Linked DNA regions of Mus musculus: regions 2 and 3 are each linked to region 1. Evidence: chromatin contacts called from public Hi-C data. All regions are on one chromosome and are shown on one strand. The core of a region is the stretch at or near the end of the contact, and the rest is flanking DNA. Distances in the headings are between cores, read along the strand shown.

Evidence for each region. Hi-C and Micro-C count contacts between places; a contact is called where the count stands out from the background.
Region 2: a contact with region 1 is called in a Hi-C map of the N1E-115 cell line, with 2.6 times the contacts expected there. The contact joins two enhancer-like sites. A contact is called at or near these places in 10 of 484 Hi-C or Micro-C datasets (the N1E-115 cell line, adipose-derived mesenchymal stem cells, embryonic fibroblasts and 3 more), 1 of 115 datasets of contacts at active chromatin or transcription factors (embryonic fibroblasts) and 1 of 9 other capture datasets (embryonic stem cells).
Region 3: a contact with region 1 is called in a Hi-C map of embryonic fibroblasts, with 5 times the contacts expected there. The contact joins two enhancer-like sites. A contact is called at or near these places in 2 of 484 Hi-C or Micro-C datasets (adipose-derived mesenchymal stem cells and embryonic fibroblasts) and 1 of 115 datasets of contacts at active chromatin or transcription factors (fibro-adipogenic progenitors).

The regions. Positions count from the first base shown.
Region 1 is chr9:116,901,449-116,905,615 of GRCm38.p6, reverse strand. All of the region lies in intron 4 of Rbms3 (RNA binding motif, single stranded interacting protein), which reads left to right. Among named protein-coding and RNA genes, the nearest start is that of Gm39452, 290 kb to the left of the region's middle. Within about 2 kb of position 2,250, at least 48 of the 459 cell types and tissues checked have an H3K27ac peak or open chromatin away from gene starts, as enhancers often do. A contact at or near this core is called in the N1E-115 cell line and embryonic fibroblasts, where this site is marked.
Region 2 is chr9:116,420,129-116,424,295 of GRCm38.p6, reverse strand. No RefSeq gene overlaps it. Among named protein-coding and RNA genes, the nearest start is that of Gm31559, 29 kb to the right of the region's middle. Within about 2 kb of position 1,800, at least 1 of the 459 cell types and tissues checked has an H3K27ac peak or open chromatin away from gene starts, as enhancers often do. A contact at or near this core is called in the N1E-115 cell line, where this site is marked.
Region 3 is chr9:116,589,180-116,593,346 of GRCm38.p6, reverse strand. The region is part of intron 12 of Rbms3 (RNA binding motif, single stranded interacting protein); the gene reads left to right. Among named protein-coding and RNA genes, the nearest start is that of Gm39449, 66 kb to the right of the region's middle. Within about 2 kb of position 2,061, at least 32 of the 459 cell types and tissues checked have an H3K27ac peak or open chromatin away from gene starts, as enhancers often do. A contact at or near this core is called in embryonic fibroblasts, where this site is marked.

The sequences.
Region 1 (4,167 bases), core at 1,001-3,500:
GGACAGACTTCTGCCTTCTGACAAGGTCCATCTGAGGAGGAACGGTGAATCAAGGAACCTGGTTTTCCATCATCTTCTGCATTCTGGAGCAACCTATAGGAAAAAATGAGGAAATTAGATTCCAGAAGGAACGCACTTCGTGGGCTGTCTTTCTAGATTATTCTCCATGTACGTGGAGGAATGGAGAGAGAGGTTTACTAGAGAATAAGAGACAGGGGAGTCTCTGGGTGGTTAGTTTGTTAGTGTCTCTGAATATGAAACGTAGGTCATGCCATTTTGTTAAGTTTCTGTGATGACAATTTTAATATGAGATATGAAAGTCCAGAGAGAGAGAGGGTGATGGTGGCAGGGGTGCAGGGGAGAACTGAGAGACTAGGATGGCTAGTTAATATCCTACTATCTTCTTTTTGTAGAAACCTCCATTTATGACAATTTCATATTTCTTCTTTAAATAAAAGGATGTTTTGTGAATTCATTGTTTTCTGAAATGCTAAAATTTTGGTCCTCTGAAGGGTGGTCACATCAACAGCCTCCCTGTTTCAACCTCTGTATTTTGAACCCTTTTCCAATATTACATAATTCCTTCTTGGTCAGCCTGAATCTTAGCCTTGAGCCTTTACAGTGGAGAATTTCACTCATGAACAGGTCTGTAACATAGCAATTGACCCCAAAGTTATCCTTGATAAATGGACTTCCCAAAGAGCCCTCAGAAATCATGATGATGTAAACTCTGCAAACGGCAGCCGTGGGGAATGCTGTAATAATCTTTTTGTTGTAATTCTGAACAATTTTCGATCACAATTTGTATCTTATTAGTTGATTTATTACTAGACTGGGTCTTGTATGTGGCCCAGGCTATGCTGAGTTCACTATGTAGCTCAGGCTGCTACCAAACCCTTGGCTATCCTCCTGCCCTACCTGCTGAGAATGGTATTTTAAAGCGTGTACTACCAACCTCAACATCAGCTGAAAATGTGTATGAACTTAAAACTGTTTCTGCTTCTAGAATAAGGGTGGCCACAGCCCTGTGGACTATTCTGCAAGACTGTGTTTGTATGTACTTACAGTGACATTGTTGAATCACAAGCATGTATACACCAGGAGTTGCAAAACAACAACAACAACAACAACAACAATGCGGGGACAGAAGCTGATGAGTCTGAAGGCCAAGGTTAGGGAGACAAGGTCACTTAGGGCACTCTGAGGCACTGCTATCAATATTTGCAGTAGCCTGAATGTGTGCCTCTCCACCAGGGTCACTGAACACTTCACTGAGTAGAAATGATGCCTGAAGGCTGGAGAGATGGCTGAGTCAGTAAAGTTCTGGCCGTACCAGCCCGAGGATATGAGTTTGCTCCTCTGAACCAACATAAGAAGTATGGGTTTGGTTGTATGGATTCGTAGTCTCTGCAACACTGCGGGGGTACAGAGAGATCCCTGAGATGTAGTAGCTAGTTAGTCTAGTAGCTAGTTAGTCTAGTCTGCTTGGTGAGTTACAGTCCAAGTGAGAGACTCTTCCTCAAAACAGAGTAAGCTACCAGAACCAAAGACACACTGGATAACCTCCAGGGATGACACCTGAGGTTGACCTATGACCTCCAGATGCACGTGCACCCACCCCCCAGAACAAAAATCCTATGTGAGCATGCCAGTCCCGAATTACAGTCTATAAAGCATTTCCATCGGAGAATGTGACTCCCCCCCAGAACAAAGATCCTATGTGAGCATGCCAGTCCCGAATTACAGTCTATAAAGCATTTCCATGGGAGAATGTGACTCCTCGTAGGACATTAATGCCATGTTAGCTAATCCCCACAGAAATGGTGCTTAACCATGCATAGCTCAGATCTTACAGAGCCAAAATGGGAACGAAAAAGTCTGTTATGCCCTGTTACGACTTGTAAGGATTCCAGATCTCCTAATGTAACAAATCAAAGATCATCAGTGCTTACATTTCTCAAGGCAGGGTCTCAATGGAAGTTCACGTAACTCAGGACGGGGGCTGGGGACACAAAGGCAGCTGCTTATGGGGTGGGGCCCTCCTAATGGTTTCCAGATGTGGCTCTCTTCGGGGCTTTAAACATCCAGCCTTGAGTCACTCACTTGATTAGGATCAGCAAATCAGGACATGTCGGTAAATTCTAGCAGTCAAATTAATATCTGTTGAATGAGTCGAGCCTTCTAGAACCTCAGTTTTCTGTCTTATTCATTCTTTGCCAATGTGTCTGGGACTGTCCAAGAATGTCCCAGGACAGAAAGGTCTTTGTATGAAGAACAAGAATGAATTCTGAGGCTGTCACACATGAATAAGCAGTCTATAGTTGAGCAAGCTTTTATATGGGAAGTACTGTCAACTTTGAACTTAGTTAAAGTGTAATAAAGTAATGATGTCAAGTTTTGAGCTAATGTTTTTTTTAAAAAGCCCTTGCATTTTGATTTTTAATACTATTTATTCCTGGTATCTCTAATGGTTTCTTCCTTTCTTTTTAGAAAGTTCTTTGTGGGTGTCATACTTAGGTTTAAACTCAGTCTATTCTAGGTGTCTGACTGCCCTGTGGTAGACACCTAGAAATTTTTTGAGCTAGAGAGATGGCTCAGTGGCTAAAAGAGCTGACTGCTCTTACAGAGGAACTGAGTTTGGTTCTAAATACCCATGTCTGGAAGTTTGTAACTCCACCTCTGAGGTCTCTGACCCCCTCTTATAGACTCTGCTGCTATCATGCTCATGTTCACAGACCCATAGAGAGAACACACCAACACATAATTTAAAATAATATTTTAAAATTAAAAAAAAAACCCAAGACTTTCAAACAAGAAGTTTCCATGGGGCTGTTGGCGTTTTGGGATGCAGAGGACGTGTCTTGCACTTGGCATTGCTTGGAGCCTCTGATTAGCTCCTATGCTCCGTTCTGGCCTTTGGGACACCAGTTCTCACTGTGTAGCCCAGGGTGGCCTGGAATTCAGCAGATGATCCTTCTGCCTCAGTCTCCTGGGGTCACAGGTACACACTGCCACACTCAGGCACCGTCCCCTGTATTTGAGCGACTTCAGAGTTTGAGTGATCCCCAGATGCATACAACCCAGGACATTTCTATTGTATGCAACTCTCAGTCATAGTCCACATTTGGGGATCCCTGCAGAGTTCTCTGACTGTTTAGGTAGCCTTAGTCACACCGTGGCATTTCACAGCAGTACGGTAAAACCCTGCTTCCCTTCTTGATGCTCCCCTTGTTAGATCTCAAACCTGAGATGAGTCTCAGTCCCTGTGCCTACTCCCAGCATTCCTTCTCCCTATTATAACACAGCCATTTTGGCTACATCTGTCTCTTTGCCTCTTGGCCCAGGAAGCCTCTCTTGGTCAGGGGCTCCTCTTTGGCTTGGCTCCCCTCCTCATCTCTCCCCTCATGGTCCAGTTTAGACTGCTGCCTGCCTGGACTCTTCCCGCTGCCTGCTTTCTTTCTTGTATCTACAATAAAATCCCCCCAATACTGTAGGAACAGTCAGGGGTTTGTTTTCTTCTCCTTTTACTTCACTTTTATATTCACCTATCAATGCCTGTCATCCAATCAGAGTAAATACTGAGCCATATGCCTATGGGAGTTTAAATTTAAATTGATTTCCTTAAGTCAAAGGAATCTTTCAATTCCTCTCATAGTTACACAAATCATAGTTCAGGTGGCCAGAAGACCATCCTGCCTGGCTTCAGGCAGGATGGATGGATGGTCGGGATGCAGAATATCTTTGATCCTGGTGGAACACACTCTCGGTTCCCCCAATCCATTTGCTGACGAGGGCCTCTGCATTGATGTCTAGGCCGAGAGCAGTTGCGACCACACAATCGTAGGTTTAATATCACAAGCAACGAAGTCAATAACGGTGGCTGAGAGTCTCGGGAGGTGCACATGTGTAATTACACCTCATCGGGAGTTTCTGTAGCTGTTAAATGAAATCATTCAAATATTGGTTTTATTAATGCTTTAAAAGGAACAGGGCAAATAGTGACTTGACAGTTTGGACTTTTTATTTCGCTGAAGTTAACATGTCATGTAATGACTTTTGCAAACAGCTCCACCTTTAAATACTGCCTAAGTTTCTGACCATGAGTCAGTCTCTCTCTCTCTCTTTCTCTCTGTCTCTCTGTCTCTCTGTCTCTCTGTCTCTCTCTCT
Region 2 (4,167 bases), core at 551-3,050, 480 kb after region 1:
CTGTACATATTATACCATGAAATTCATTGTGTTATACCACTGGCTGATGAATCTTCCTCAATAGATCATGGGCTCTCTAACGTAAAAATCTCTGATAGATCCTGCTAAGGGCTTTAATTATCATGCGTTGTTCTAGAATAGTCACTGAAAATTAAACAAGAAACTGTCACTGTGCTAAAGACTAGAGATGCAAAAATTAGCCACAAAATGATTCCCACGGTCCCGTCAATCAAGGTCTAAAATGCTTGCGAACAGAGATGTGTGCTGTGTGTTCTACAAAGGCTAAATCCCACTGCAGTGCAGCAACTTCGACTGGAGAGGAACAGAATCAGCAATGAAATGCTGTATGGAATATGTGATACTTTAGGTTTCTTTCCACGTAATTATTTTATTTTATTAACACATGGTCTCAAGTAGCCCAGGCAGGCCCTGGGCTCACTATATAACTGAGGGTGGCCTTGAACTCCTGATCCTCCTGCTTCCATCTTCCAAGGGCTGGGATTATAGAACTACGTTATCCCAATGACTCAACATCTTAGTGTTTACTTAAATATATAACAGCTGTATACGTCTTTACCATCTTAAATTATGGAGTGTTTTAAATTGTATTTATCTGGTGAGGAGACACGCATGTGGAGATCCGAAGGCAATTGCTGGTTGGTTGTTTCCTTCTTCTGGGTGAGCTCCAGGGATGGAATCCAGGCCCCCAGACTGCTCTGCAAGCTCCCTTACACGCTGAGCCTCGCAGGCTCCTTTTGTTGTGTTTCTGCACTTGACGACAGGGCCTGACACTTTGCATATGCTAGTATTCTGCAAGCATGGGATGGTAATGCAGTGTTTGCAGAATGAGCAAGTGTACGGACGGATGAGTGGATGAGCTCCTAAAATGATGGGCAGGTGGATCTACTCTCAGGGAATGCCCACAGTGCTTGCATGCGGAGCTTGGGCCTGGGAGAGGGGTGCCGTTCATTGATTCCTAAAAGCCGTAACTCTCTTCTGAGCTTTCCCACATCCCGCCAAGGCATAAACACTGGAAACTATTTCTTGTCGGCGTGATCTAATTAGACTCTTCCCGTTAGAGGCACTTCCGTGACCTTTAACTCCAGGTGGAAACGAAAGGCTATTGTCTTCTGGTGGCAGGGCTGCATGTCCCCTCCAACGCCCTACAAGGAGTTTCTCAGGTTGGTGTCACAGGTTATGCAGGCACCTGCAGATGGCTTTGCTGCGACTCCTCCGATTTGGGATATCTCAAAACTTCTGTCAACCTTTATTTCTACAACTTCCTAATAATTCCTTTTACCCTATAAATTCCTTCCTATCCATAAAACCTAGGATGAACTCCAAGAGATATGGATTCTTGGTTGGAAATTAAAAGGAGCCAGTTAGTAATCCCATTAAACATTCAATTTAATCATTTTTTATAAGAACATATATTAAAGTATATAATGCTTAAATGCAAACACTCAACTTGTAGGAAGTGAATATGTTCAAAGTACATTGTATGCATGTATGAAATTCTCAAATAACTAATTAAAGGACACACACACACACACAGTAAAATCATAATGAAAACAGAACCAACTAATAGAGAAAACCTAAAATATTAGATTTTCACAAAACTAGTGACCAAACTTTTAAACCTCGGCTGAGAATAGCTGACAAAATTACAAGGAGAAACTAATGAGTTCCCAGTTTTCCATGGGGAATGCAAAGATACTCCCCTAATAAGTGATAAGACAGGGAAAAGTGCAAGCAGCAGACATTCGAAAAGCCATGGCACAGAATTCGCTTAGTGCCAAGTACACATTAAGTATTTACCATAACATGCTATACTCCGGGCTCAGTAAATGAAAACGGCCTCAGTAAATTCAGAACAGACCCAGTCATATGCAGTATGCCCACCAATTAAGCCTAATTGAATTACAAATTAATAATACAAAGATTCTGGGAACGCCTCAACTATTTTAAAATGAAACAGAAAATTTCCAAACTGATCAAGTCAAAAAAAATCACAAGGGGAGCTAAAAATATTTTGTATTGAGTCAAATAAAAACAAAACAGCCCCAGATTTGGAGGATGCAATCAAGATGGTGCTAGGAAGACATTTATTGGGCCCTGTGGCCGTATCTGCAAAGAATCAGTTCTCAAATCAATTACCTCATCTTCTACTCAAAGACACTGGCATAGTAAAATGAATTTGATCCAAGGAAAACAGAAGAGGGAGGTAATAAAAGCAGGAGAGAGGAAAATACTAGAGTAAATTAAGTTAACCAACTGGGAACATAAAATTGATAAAATTTTAGCCAGAGTTTGATTAGGAAAGATGACAATACCTACAATTTACTAATCTCTGGAATGAGAGGTATAATTGCCATATAGATTCTGTAGAATGAAAATTCATTTAAATTAGTACATAGCACTAAAGTATAATAAACATCTTGATGACAATATATTCAACATTTGATTAAATGAACAAATTCCACAAAAGATGTAAATTACCCAAACCCGTTTCAGAATGAGATAATTTAGAAGCTAGCCCTGGATCTATTTTTAAAATGGAATTTGTTGTTAAAAAGTTTCTTAGGAATAAAAAATGCCTAAGTCCTTAAAACATCTCAAAGCAAAAATAAATAGCAAGTACATTGTACTTTCTCCAGAAACTTAAATACTGGAAGATGCTCACTTTATAAAGCCATTGACCATATTCCAATACCCAAGCTAGGGAAACTCCTACAAAGAAAAAACAATTACTGATATACCTTTGTGATCGATTGATAGTAAGCATTTATCATACTAAAGGGAAAATAACATGTGTTATGGCTACATAAAAAAGAATCTCTCCTTGCCCAAAGAGAAGGCTTCTGACCTTCGCTCTCTGCTCCTTGGAAGAGCGCGGTTACTATAGCCTCAGAATATTCAGACTGAAAAAACTATGTCTGTTTCCCTGGGACACTGGGCCATGACGAAGGGTGTGATCCTGTGACTTGGAGTGGAGGCTTTTGGTTAAGTGACTGTGTATAATATGTATATGTTATATGTCTATATAATAAATCTTTGGAGACGTGGGGACCAAAATTAGCAATGTGGCCCATATGCTGTGAAAGTGTCCACGGCTTTCCTAACTGGCAGTAATCTACGAGTAGTGAGACATGTTGTCACTGGGATAGTAGTACTTTCTGGCATGTCACTGTGAGTGGGCCACTGGGAGCTTAGGACTGGTGTAGACACCACGAGAGTCTACCTCTGGTTGTTTTAACTACTTTTAAACTCTTTTTAAATGACCTATAAGTATGACTATAAATCCTGTGAGTGAGGCCTTTGAGCACATTACGGAATTGAAGATACTCTCAGAGACACACGGTCTTGCTCTCAGAAGCAAAGGCAGACATTCCTGGGGACTATTTGCTCGTCTACAATGACTAAGTACAGTTAAGCCTGGGAACGCAAGAGCAATTTGACACTCGAACGTAATTCACCATCATTTCAAGTGTAGAAGAAAAAAAAAAAAAAAAAACACATGTTCATTTCAATAGAGCAAGACATACTTGGGGAAACAAACAACATCCATTATTGAAAACAACCTACAGCAGACTCCGAATACAAAAGGCATCCTTCAACTTGATAAAAGAGGTCTGTGAAGAAATGTACAAGTGGTGTCGTCATTCACGACACTAAACAGTAAATGTTCTCGCTCTCGGAGCAGGAATGAGCAGGATGCCAGCTCCGGCCTACTTGGTTTGTTGTGAGGCAAATGTGAGCCAGTGGGGTGGGGAAAGGAGAGCAGGGAAGGGGAGGAGGAGGAGAAAGAACGAATGAAACCCAGATAGATATTAAAATGGTCTCTGTGTTGCAAGCCATCATGACCACTTATGTAGGAAACTAAAGTCGGTAAAACTGCCACTCGAGCATGAGAAACAGTGAGTAAACTTCGTGGGGTCACAATGCAGGAGAAAAGATGGAGAATCAATTGTATTTATTCATATCAACAACAATGATTGAATGTTGGTGTAAAAAGTGTCATTTAGGGGGCTGTAAATGTGGCTTGGTGGTTAAGAGCACTGGCTGCTCTTCCAGAGGACTTGAGCTCAAATCCTAGCACCCACATCAGGCAGCTCACAACTCCCTTTAGCTCCAGTTCCAGGAGATCCAACACCTTCTCCTGGTTTC
Region 3 (4,167 bases), core at 812-3,311, 310 kb after region 1:
TGGTTGTCTTCTCTGCCAATGGGCTCACATAGTCAATGGCCTGGAGACCCTCAGAGGACCCTTACACAGTCATTCGTTAGCAGCTAGTTTTACTCAGTTCATCAAAGCAAACGGGTTAATGGTACCATCTTACCATTCCAGGTGCGGGCCTGTGGTACGGCAACTCTGAGATTATGTTACACAATTCAATAACAACAATAACAACAAAACTGGGTCCTTAATGTCCCAGCATAGGCACCAGGAGATGACTCAGCATTTGAGAGAGTCTGCTCTTCTTCCAGAGGACCACATTCTGTTCCCAGTGCCCCACATCAGGTGGCTCACAGACTTGTACCTCCAGCTCCAGGGGATCTGATGCCCACTGCTGGCTTCCACGGGCACCACACTCATTTACACATACATGTACACAGAATTGAAAGTAGATCTTTACAAAAAGATACATCCATAATAGCTCCACCTGAGGTAACATAATACCTGTCTCTCAGCCACTCGCCTAGTGAATCACAGTTTAGGTTGGACCCTGCAGCCTCACGATTTTGGCTAAAGGAAAGCTGTGGTTTTGAAAGTAACCCACACCTCATGTTCTTAGCATCGTCTTCCACAGTCCTTTCTCCTCCAGCTCAGCAGCCACACAGTCAGGCATTCCTTTTCTCTACATCATTTTTATTGATGCTTTGTACTTCCCGAGACTTGGCTGCCTCTCTTTTCTGAAATGTCCCCACCCTTAATAATTTATAGGCATGACTGACAGCCTAATCATTTTTCAACTCCAGATGAGCTAGCTGTTTCCAGTATTTTAGGCAGTTTTGAAAGGGTGGACTTTCTTTGTCCCTCCCAAATGATTAGAACAAGAAGTTTCCCCACAGGAAACACATAAAGCCCTCAGTTTTGTCTCTCTTTGATAAGGAAGGAAGCCAATCCAAAAATGATAGATTTTAAGGTTTTTGCTTTTTCCAGCCTGCTTTGAGACCATCAATAATCACTCAGAAGTAAAAACACCTTGTCCCAATTTAAACAGGCGAAGCCAGGCTACCTTTCTAGCCTCCCATTTCCCTTCTCTTCCTGTAATTCTCATAATGAGGCAGTGTCTAGACTACTTGGAAGGAGTGAAAAGGTCGGGCTTTTCACTTTTTCTTCTGTGACTTTACAAGTGGCCACCCACACTCCTCCACACATCCAGGGCAATGCCCAGGGCCTACAGAATATATAGAGACTATCAAGCGCTCATGAGAGAGAGGACACCCAGGGATACCATAACTTCAACCTGCTACCAAGTGGGAGAGACGGTGCAGACTCAGCCACGCAATCTGCCATTTTGTTTTTGCTGTGGTTCCTTTTCATGGCTCAATCAAAAATGTTCCAAATAAGTGATTTGTATTCATAGAAAATTATGTCCGATTCATGCTTTTGGAAGACACCATTAAAAAGTAATTAGTCTAGGATTAGTGAGACATCTCAGTGGGTAAACGTGCTTGCTGCCAAACCTGGTCACCTGAGTTTAATCCCGGAGCCCCACATGATAAAAGTGGAAAACACAAACTCCGACTGCCACATGTGCACTGTGGTGTCCATTTCTACCACCACCACGTGCTTCTGTGAACACAAAATAAAATGTAATTTAATAATAAAAAGCGATAGTAATCAGCTCAAACTGGGTATAACTGTTCCTGTAAAATTGCCTTAGTAAGAAATCCAGAGGATTTAGCCAAGTCAGAATGGGAGAGTTGGGCTTGGTGGGTAAAGTACCTGACCCAATAATGAGGATCCTGAGTCTGATTCCCAGGCTCAAAGTAAAAGCCAGCTGTGGCTGTGCACATCTGCAAACGCAGCCCTTGCGGTTGAGGAAAGTCAATGCTACCCCTGGGGACTGATGACCAGCCACTCTGGAGTTCAGTGACAGACCCTTTCACAAAAGATGGAGAGGGACAATGGAAGAATCGAGCAGGGCTTGCACGACCTGGATTGTTGGGTCTGAGCGCAGTTTGTGTGTGCTCGCCCAGAATTCCAGCTGGGTGCTGGGAGAGAAGAGCCAAGCTTGTTGTCATCAAGAATCTGCCTCTGGGGGCTGAGCTTGCAGCTGGCTGAGTCATAGTCATTCCTGCCCCAAATCCCCCACCGAAGTGCGTGCTCACGCCTAACTTGGCAAGGCTGTCACTTCTTCAGGCTTTCCCCTGGAAAGTCTGTCACAGGAGCACCTAGCCTTCGCTTTATCCAGAGATAATAGTCTTCAGAGTCTTAAATCCTCATGGCACCGGCTTACTTAGCATAATCTGCCCTTAATTTTCAGATCTTCCTATTACATTTTCTGTGACAAGAGCAACCAGAAAGGTATTCCTGCCTAGTGCTGACTGTCAGGATGTGCTGAACAGAGCTGCTCTCAGACTATAAAACTCTTTACCATTCTTTCAGTATTGTGAAGTGACATAATGTTGAATCACCAAGTGTATCGGGTAGTCTTCCCTACAAGGAAATCAGAGGCTCTGTGCAGACAAAGATGGAAGGTGCACAAGACAGGCTGGGGTGTGGGTGCAGTTGGTAAAGTGCTGTACTGCAGAGACCAGGACTTGAGTTCATATCTTAGAAGTCACATACTAAAAGCCAGGTGTGGTGATGCATTCTTTTAATTACAACAGAGGGACTCTGAGGCTTTCTGCTGAATCTCTGGGCCAGTCAGCCTACTCTGCTTGGCATTTCCAAACCAGGGATAGGCACTGCCTCTCAAAATGGCAGGGAGTGTTGCAAGAATGATAACTGAGGCTACCTTTTTGTATGTACACATGTGCAGATATGTGCACACACATACCTGCATGAGCACATGCCTCCACACACAGAGACATGCACAAAATGTCTGAAAAAATCATAAAAATTCAATTGATGACATGTTATCATTATTGTGGTGTGGGGGTGAGAGAGAGACAGAGAGAGACAGAGACAGGGAGAGAGAGAGAGAGTGAGAGAGAATATATTGGTTTCTGCACGTGAGTGCAGCACCCACAGAGGCCACTAGAGGGTAATAGATTCCCCTGAATGTATAATTATAGATGGTTCTGAGCCAACATGAGGGTGCTGGGAACCAAACCCCAAGCTGGAAGAGTGGCCTGTGCTCCGAGCTGCTGTAAAATGAGTAGGCCAGCCTCCAGACTCAGACTTCTGAGGAGAATTTAAGTGTGAAGCCCTCCACATTCTCACCCCCACCGAATGTTAGCAAAGGAATGAAGACTTATTGATTCGGCTTTACAGAGGCAAAACACAGATGGGGCCATGAATAATCCGGTCATCTGAGGAAGCTTAGCCAGGAATCACACAAAATGTTCTCATTAACCAGACTGCCTGGGACGGCTTTAGCTTGGCAGGGAGCTCTAAATAATTCATTGGATTTCTGAATCCGAGTCTCAGGCACACCTCCTTATTGACACAAAGAGCAGAACGTGAGCACATCAAGGGACTGCCCTGCCCCCCAGGGGCCGGTGACAGCACCCTGTGCAAATGTCATACATGATAAATTATTAGATCCAGGTGTAAAGTTCCTAGCTAGGAACTCGAGTGTGAAACACCGCAGCCATTCTGTCCTCACTCCTGCCTCTCCCAGGTTCTACAGAGAGGAATCAATCCCCTTGCTAGTAGATGAGTGGTTTTGTAAGGTACCACCAGAGTCTACAAACGTGAAGGCCAACAATACCATTCAGCAGCTAAGCCAGTCCAGATATATATGGTACAAATGTTTGAGACTCAACAGGGGAGAAGTATATTCCTTAGAATAGTAGGTCCTACAGGAGTAAACATGTTGCAAAGGCTGTTTTAATCAGCTTTAAGGGGGCTTTTGAAAAGCCTGAACCTTCAGCTTCTTAACATAAACTGTATTATTCATTTTTATTTATTGAAGGAGTGGATGTGTTATACAGCATTGCTCAAATGCATTGAAACCCAGAGTACTTTTCTCTCTGAACAAGTAATGTCTCTGGGAGTGGGGAGGAGGTGTGTGTGTATGTGTGTGTCTGTGTGTGTTTGTGTGTGTGTGTGTACAAATGGAGTGACTGCCTAGATGAGAGAGGGAATTGGATCTCCTAGGTTAAGAGTTACAGGTAATCGTGAGCCACCCAATGTGTGCATAGGGAATGAAAGAAAACCCAGGTCCTCTGACAGAGCAGTGAGTGCTCTACCAGCCGA